Regions from separate parts of the Gossypium hirsutum genome. Here all the other regions are linked to region 1. The links are chromatin contacts, called in public Hi-C maps. All regions are on one chromosome and are shown on one strand. Each heading gives the region's core, a stretch centred on a gene start, on an enhancer-like site or on the middle of the called end of the contact. The rest is flanking DNA. Distances are from core to core; before and after follow the strand shown.

Region 1 (2,660 bases), core at 82-2,581:
AATTATTTTTTTAAAATTTTCATCTTAAAATTATATTTTAAAATAAATAATATTATAGATAATATTTAAATTAAATAAAATGGTTTATTATTTAATTAAAATTCTTATTTAATTAAATATTAATATAAATTTTAAAACATCTGATTATCTAATTAAAATTATAATAAAATTTAATCATTAAATATAATAATTATCCAAATTATTATATTTAATTTTATTATTTCAAAATTTTCTTAATTAATATTAATTATTTATTTATTTCTATAATATTTTAAAATTATTATTTTTGGTTTAGCTTAAAAGAATTAGTTTTTTTTTACTTATTTCACGTAAAATTAGGATAATTAATGTTAACATAAGATAAATAATTTTTTATTCAAAAAAGTAAAGTAATTCTGAAAATATAATAATATTTATTTAAATGTAAATTACTTTTTGTATTATTTTTAAAACGTAATCCTAAAAATTATGATAATAAAGATTTTGAAAAATTGAATCTAATGGATAAAAAATATTTAAATAAAAGAGAAAAACTATAAAACTTGAATAAAAAATTTTAGATGCGCCACTTGTCCTAAATGTAGTGTATGCATGTTGTTATATTAAATATATATAGGATACTTAATTTTACCATAAGAAAAATAATTTTTTATTCAAAAATAAAATAAAAGCAAGCCTAAAAATATAATCAAATATATTTAATGACCTTTTGTAATATTTTTAAAACATAATCTAGAAATTACATTGATAAAAATTTTGAAAAAAAGTCTAATTTCAAGGATAACAAAATATTAAATAAAAAATTATAGATGTGCCACTTGTCGCAAACGTAATTTATGTACCTTATTATATTAAATATATGTGATATGATATGATATGATATGATATGATATGGAATACATTAAATTTGTTAATGTTATAATATATGAAATATGTAATCTTCAATTTTAATAAAAAATTATAACCGACTCAAATGTAAAGCATTCTTATTTTTCACGTGTTATTATTATTACTATGGTGCCATTTTATTATTATTTCGATATTAACAAATATTAGACTTAAATTATAGAACAAATATAATAAAATAATTTATGGTAGCCATTGTTAATATTATGATATATAAATTTTAAATTTTAAATATTTTTAAGGAATTAATATAATATAATTTTTATATATAAATTATATTTATCTTTTAAAATTTAATATAGATTATTCCCAAATTTATAATCTAATACTCAAATTTGCTAAATTTTGGTTTAACTCGAAAAGTTTATTTATAACTTTTAATTTTAATTTTGGTAAATTAATATAGTTTATTTATAACTGTCTATTCATTATTGCTTTGGGCTTGAAACACTTGCTTATTGGTACAATGGCCTTAAATGTATTTTACAAACTTGAGGGAGGGTTAATTTTATGCTTATCGGGCTTCAATTTCACGTCCAACCAAATGAACGCGGCCATTTAGAACAAGAAACCGCAAATTCTGGAATCCTCAGTGATTGAGGGGCTTCGAACTTCTCTGCTTTATCTTCAATCAGGGTTTTAGAGAAATAAAAAAGCACAAAGCCTTCTCTTTTTCACTAAGAAATGGAGTCTCTTACTAAACTACACTGCCGTCTTCAACCTCTGCATCTCTCTTTCAATCACCACCGTCCGTCATTTGCTAAACCCATATCATCTTCTGTGTCTTTCAGGCCTTCATCGTCATCGTCACCGTTCAAATTAACCTCCATCAGAGCTTCATCTTCCTCATCATCTTCATCAGTTCCGCTCCATCAAACCCCCAAACCTTCCCTCCTCCAAACGCTAGCCCCTCTACTCAAAACCACTTGCATTACCATAACTGCCGCCGCCGCACTCCTGTTCATGCGCTTCCACCAGAAACCCGCCCTCGCCGCCACCCCAACGTTAACACCCACGGTAGAGCCTGCCTCAACGGACTCGAATGTCTCCTTAGAAGATCAAGAGAAAACCATTGAGGAACACTTGACTCAGTACCCAAATGACGTTGAAGCTCTACAGTCACTCATGGAGGTCCGAATCAAATCAAGAAAACTCCCACAAGCTATGGAAGTTATCGACCGTTTGATTCAGCTCGAGCCCGAAGACACCGAATGGCCAATGTTAAGAGCCCAAATTCATAGCTACAGTGGCGATTTCGAGCTAGCCAAGAACGAGTTCGAAGAGATATTAGCTAAAGACCCAGTTCGTGTCGAGGCTTTTCACGGCCTTGTAATGGCTTATTCGGAGTCGGGTCAAAAGTTGAAAGAGCTGGAAAAAAGAATTGAAGGGGCGATGGAGAAGTGCAAGAAAGAGAAGAAAAACAAAGATTTTAGAGATTTTAAGTTATTAATTGCACAAATTCGGGTGATTGAAGGGGACCATTTGGAAGCTTTGAAGGTTTATGAGGGTTTAGTTAAGGAAGAACCAAGGGATTTTAGGCCATATTTGTGTATGGGAATTATTTACTCTTTAATGAAGAAGAAAGATGAGGCTGAGAAGCATTTTGAAAAGGTTAAGAAACTTGTTCCTAGGAATCACCCTTATAGAGAGTACTTTGTTGATAACATGGTGGCCACAAAGCTTTTCTCTGGAAGGGCTGAGAGGGAAGGCGCTTGAAAGAGTTGAGGCACATTTGCTTTGCTTGAATGATGGTT
Region 2 (2,660 bases), core at 108-2,607, 800 kb before region 1:
CAGTTGCTCTCATATTTTCCTGAAATATACATTCTGCTGCGAATAGCTTGTTTTTCCAACAAATAAAGAGTGCATCAAGCACTGGACCAACAGAGTTTGCTAAGTCATCATCGAGTGGTCGAATCTGTTCAGAACCTATATGCTTCGTGCAGAACCCCTCCTGTTTCCATGCCGTTTCATCCCCACAATCACAGCAACCGCCACCGGTATAGATAATCGTATAGTCATGATCCTTGTGATTCCCATTCTGGAAACAGGGAACACAAATAGCACAAGTTGGATCATGCTCACACGTCCGGCACCTATATGCAATGTCATTCGATCCCCAAACTGCACCACAAACACCACGTTGTTCAACACTCGAGTCCTCTAGGTTTTTCAAAGTGTTTGTCGGTTCACCCTGAAACATCAGCCACTGCAACCAAACCATACTCTCACGAAATTGATTTTTCATACTTAGGCACATCCATTTCTTAGACCTTAAACTAGCATCTTGTATTGACTCAGCCACATCCTCATCTGTAGGTAAGAGTGAGGAAACTATCTCTGGCAACAATAATCCATTACCATTAACAAAATCAATTATCCCCTCATAACGCTTCTCAAGGTACTCCATTGGAATCCCTAAAGCAGCTAACCTCTGATTACAAAATCAATAGTTCTTTTCAGCAATTCAATCCAATATTAACAAATTCACAAGGTATAATTAGAAAAAAAAAGAATAATAAAATAAAATAAAGCTTCAACATTTTCACATTTTCACCTAATTGAATAATCAGAGGGAAAAAGAAAGAACAATGAACATACCCGTACGACTCGATCACGGGGCCTAATCGGCGAAGAATCGGCAGGCGATTCCATTTTATTACGGAAAATCAAATGCCAGTAACGGAGCAGCCAATCAGCGCAATACAAGCACGGCCGTAATCTGGAGCCTTCTTCACTCCCCAGGTTTACTTCAATGGATTTTATTTTATCAAATTTGAAATTACCCAAAGGAAATTATCAAGTCCTGAATTGCAGAAAATTCCCAGTCAGTCGTTCACTATGGGCATAGCATTGATGCGAACAGACCCATCGGTATTCCTCATATTTATACATACAATATATTAATTCAGTATTTATGTAAATAATAATCTCTCACTCTTGGCTTAACTGGTCTTCCTTCAAGGCGGTGGTTCAAGATTGCCTGGAATAATCTGAGAGATAGCGTGTTCTTGCTGTCCTCTATTTGGATAATAATTATAATAACAATCTCACTTCTAAAAGCTTCATTGTTGCTTAAAAACCTTTATTGATGTCTTCCGTCAGAAAGATTAACCCTTTTTTATTTTCCTTCTAGTGTTGGATTTTGGACTTGGTGGACGGTAAAACCGATCCATCCCTGTCTTATATGTGGGCTAAGAAACCCGGTCTTTAATGGCCTTTGTGACAATGGATTGCCTGCCTCCCTTCGGCTTTGCTGGGTTTAGAATATTCCACCCATCTAGACTTGGAGTAACTGCAAGAATAGTCACATAATTGTACACTGGGTTATGTTTTTAACACCCAACTATTATTCTTTTCAATTTAATCACGAAATTTTTCAAAATTAAATATTTTAACCACTCTTCCATTAATTTCGTTAACTCAGTAATCGAAGTCTAACATGGGCTTTATTTATTGGCCTAATAACAAATTCAATCTTTCAATTTATTTTTCGGTATGTAAATATATTTCATATGAATATATATTACTTTAAAGTAATTCTAATTCACAATTTACAAAAACATTTTAAAAATTTATAATATTTAGTATATTTTTTTATGAAAAATCGGTCACTTTATTGGAAAACCAAACAGCCAAACACGGGGCAAAAGTTGAATAAGAAGCCCAAAGGACAGACGCCTTCAAAAATTAAGGGGGTCTACGAGGCAACAATATTCATCAGCAGCCAGAACAACCAAATCAGGAGCTTCCTCCACCCAAAACCGATCCTCGCCTCTCTGTAACCCATCATGAGCCATTACATACGTGACCCTATTCCCAGATCTACCCACAAACTAAAAGTGACAAGCGCGGAGTGCTTTAGGAAGCTCCTTAGCTTCCCAGGTTAATGCACTAATCTCCGATAGATCCTCTACTATATCAACTAATTTCTTGATGATAGCTCTAGAATCCCCTTCTAAACTATTGAATGGAAACCCATCTCGCAAGGAAATCGGAGACCGTGGACAATTGCCAGTGCTTCAGCAGCAAATGCCAACCATACCGAACATGTAAGTCGGTTGCATGCTCTCAAAATTTGGCCCAATTCATCCCGAATAATAACTCATGAACATGATTTCCTTTGTGCAAGGATAAAACTCACGTCCGCATTTACCTTAACCATGTTCGAAGGTGGAAGAGACCATTTAACAAGAGCACTTGAATTCAAACGAAGAGAAACAGAAAGTTAAAGTCGAATATCAGGTACCTTTGGGATTGCTACAGCATGTTATGATTTCAAAGCGGAAGTGGGAACGAATTACCATGGATTCTGTGTCAGGGTTACTGTTATCTCCAAGAAAGAAAGATACCATTTAGGTTGTTGTTGATCGTTTGACTAAATCTGCACATTTTATTCCTGTGCGTACGGATTATTCACTTGAGAAGTTGGCAGAGTTATATGTTGCTGGGAA
Region 3 (2,660 bases), core at 58-2,557, 530 kb before region 1:
CTAATTTCCTTTTTTTGTTCAAATCAACAATGTTGATCGACTTCTCGAGAAAGCTGAAAATGATAATAGAATTGGGAATAAGTTAAAGAGGGAGTAGCTATATATATATATATCTCCAAAATGAAGAGGAGGGAAGGTAACCTACTTAGAAGATCGATTTCTTTCTAATATGCTGATTGAATGTTATAACAAACAAAAGCATCCAAGATGGCTAGGCCATTGATCATTATTGGTTCAAGGTTTTAAACGAGATCAACAAGGTACCTAAAATCCGATATAATATATGTCATGACTCGACTTGCTGGGCCATGTTCTGAGACACAAATAGGAATTGTTCTCTTCGAGTCTTGGTATCCATTTTGTAGAGTGCATTCTTTTGCATGTGAAGATGCGAGTTTAAATATGTGGAGATACATCTAAAGGTAACAAAACCTTGAGGGGCCTATAAATGATTAGCACAAGCGTAAATGACAATATCAAGGAATTAATAGTAATTTTCTCAATTATGAAAATTGTTAATTTGTCCCATATGGTTAGGTCTTGAAACTTCAAGTTAAAGGCTTCAACAAGTTCGAGCTTTGCTGAATTAGTGAGGACTTTATGGTATAGAGGATCATATCATTTATGTACAGCAGCAAAGTGAATGGTGTACGGTACCTCCTAATGCCATTAAAAAGCAATGAACAAAAATGAATAATTGACATCAACCATGACCTTAAATAAGTATTATGTAAGTTTATAAAAGGTTCTTTCTTTCACATCTGAAAATAGCAAGTGAAACAGAGAATATTCATTACCATAATTTGTAAAAATTTCCCTCAAAATATATACTGTGAAGCTAAAAGGGTAGAAGTAAAAGAACCCCACTAAGCAAAGAGAAGCACAGATGGTAAACGACAGTTGCAGAACTACTAAACAGCAAAGGATCAGATTAGATATATTAACTAACGCCCACAATATGTACCAAAAAAAAACTAACACCCACACACAAAATCCTCTTAAATTAGTAAAAATGTTAGCTGATCCACTAACATAGAAAAACAAGTCGCAAGGGATGTTGATATCGAAAAAAGATTCCATGATTCCAAGAGAATAAACTACAAAGTACATGCAATCAAAGCAGGTAAGAAATTAAAGACCCAGAAACGGAACCTCTTAATCTGAGATGGGTTGCTGGTTTCATTATTTGTTTCCATTTTCTGCCGGAAAATCTTCGACTCTCAGTTGAGGCTAAAGGAGGAAACTTTAACTAAAGGACTACCTTTTTCTCCTCGTTTGTGGATATCCGATAATAAATCCGCCATTTTTTCACTTCTCATAAAGTTGAAATTTTCATCGATCCTCGGTATGTGAGCGTGGCACTACTGTAACCAATAACGTGTTAACACGTTGTTTTTGTTCATGTTAATTGTTGAAGCGTTTGTTTCGTGTTTTGAGGGAGCGCGTGAGATGATAACTCAGTAAGGACCATGCTGTGGCCACGTGAGTTTCTCGTAGTTTGCGAGATGTTTCGGTACATAGAGATCCCACTATTCAAGTTATTACTCTTTACCTGCTGATTCTTAAATTCTGAATGTTTAGTAGAAAAGTGAGACAATATAAATAAAAATAAAAATAAAAATTCGAAAAATGAATTGGATTTTCAGTAAGATTTTTTTATTAAGGGTTCAATTCGATCTGAATTAGTCTAAACATTTTTTTTGCTATTTTGTTGTATTTTTTATTGTTTTACTGTTATTTTATTATTATATTATTTCTATTTTTTTGTTATTATTTAGATAATGTAAAACTCTTGTTTTATTGTTAATCTTACGACAATTTTAGAGATATTTGTTACCTAAGTTGCAGTTATCTTAGTGTTATTTAAGTATAATAATTTTTTAATATATTTTTATTTTGTTGGGAAATATTTATTTTAATGTTTTTAGTGTATTTGATGTATTATAACTTTCAACTTTATTTTTATATAAAAATAATCTAAAAATTAACACGAGCAGGCCAGATCAGGCTCGGGTTTAGTATTTTCAATCAAGGTTGAGTGTCGATAGAATTTTAAGCTTATTTTTCAGGTCGGGTGTAACACCCTTAACCCGTATCTGTCGCCGAAATAGGGTTACGGAGTATTATCGGAGTTTACAATACAAATGAACAGAATTTCAAACATTTCAAAACATATCAATAAATACATTAAAATCAATTCAAAATATACATATTGTCCCTTATACGAGCCCTTCAGACCCAAAATACGTGTTAGAAACAAGTCGGGACTAAATTGAAAACTCAGAGAATTTTTCAGATAATAGTAAAAATTTTTAACTCTGCATGGGTCACACGGCCGTGTGGCCAGGCCATGTGGGCATTCGAAATAGGGACACACAGTCGTGTCCCAGCCCGTGTCCGTACCCATGTAACTCTTAGACTTGGTCACACGACCAAGCCACACGCCCGTGTGCTAGGCCGTGTACACTTCGAAGTAACCCCACATGCCCGTGTGCCAGGCCATGTGCTAAGCCATGTAACAGCCTGACTTGCAACCCTTTGAAAACTACAAGGGACATATGGTCGTGTGTCACACATGGCTGAGACACACGCTCGTGTCTCTGCCCATGTGAATGAAAATAGGCCATTTTACAAGCCATATTTCTCACCCAATTTGGCAT

The links. Hi-C and Micro-C count contacts between places; a contact is called where the count stands out from the background.
Region 2: a Hi-C map of leaf shows a contact between it and region 1, with 2.1 times the contacts expected there. The contact joins the promoter of LOC107919814 here to the promoter of LOC107920254 in region 1. A contact is called at or near these places in 2 of 34 Hi-C or Micro-C datasets (both in leaf).
Region 3: a Hi-C map of leaf shows a contact between it and region 1, with 2.5 times the contacts expected there. The contact joins the promoter of LOC107918439 here to the promoter of LOC107920254 in region 1. A contact is called at or near these places in 8 of 34 Hi-C or Micro-C datasets (anther, callus, hypocotyl and 1 more).

The regions. Positions count from the first base shown.
Region 1 is chrD13:27,123,779-27,126,438 of Gossypium_hirsutum_v2.1, reverse strand. It overlaps LOC107920254 (protein SLOW GREEN 1, chloroplastic), which reads left to right and starts at 1,331. Exons shown (of 1, transcript XM_041108566.1): 1 at 1,331-2,660. The coding sequence starts at 1,591. The coding sequence ends at 2,622.
Region 2 is chrD13:27,928,012-27,930,671 of Gossypium_hirsutum_v2.1, reverse strand. LOC107919814 (E3 ubiquitin-protein ligase PRT6) reads right to left here and starts at 1,357. Exons shown (of 17, transcript XM_016849187.2): 1 at 808-1,357; 2 at 1-640. The coding sequence starts at 861.
Region 3 is chrD13:27,656,639-27,659,298 of Gossypium_hirsutum_v2.1, reverse strand. It overlaps LOC107918439 (protein FAR-RED-ELONGATED HYPOCOTYL 1-LIKE), which reads right to left and starts at 1,307. Exons shown (of 3, transcript XM_016848004.2): 1 at 1,153-1,307; 2 at 1-53. The coding sequence starts at 1,196.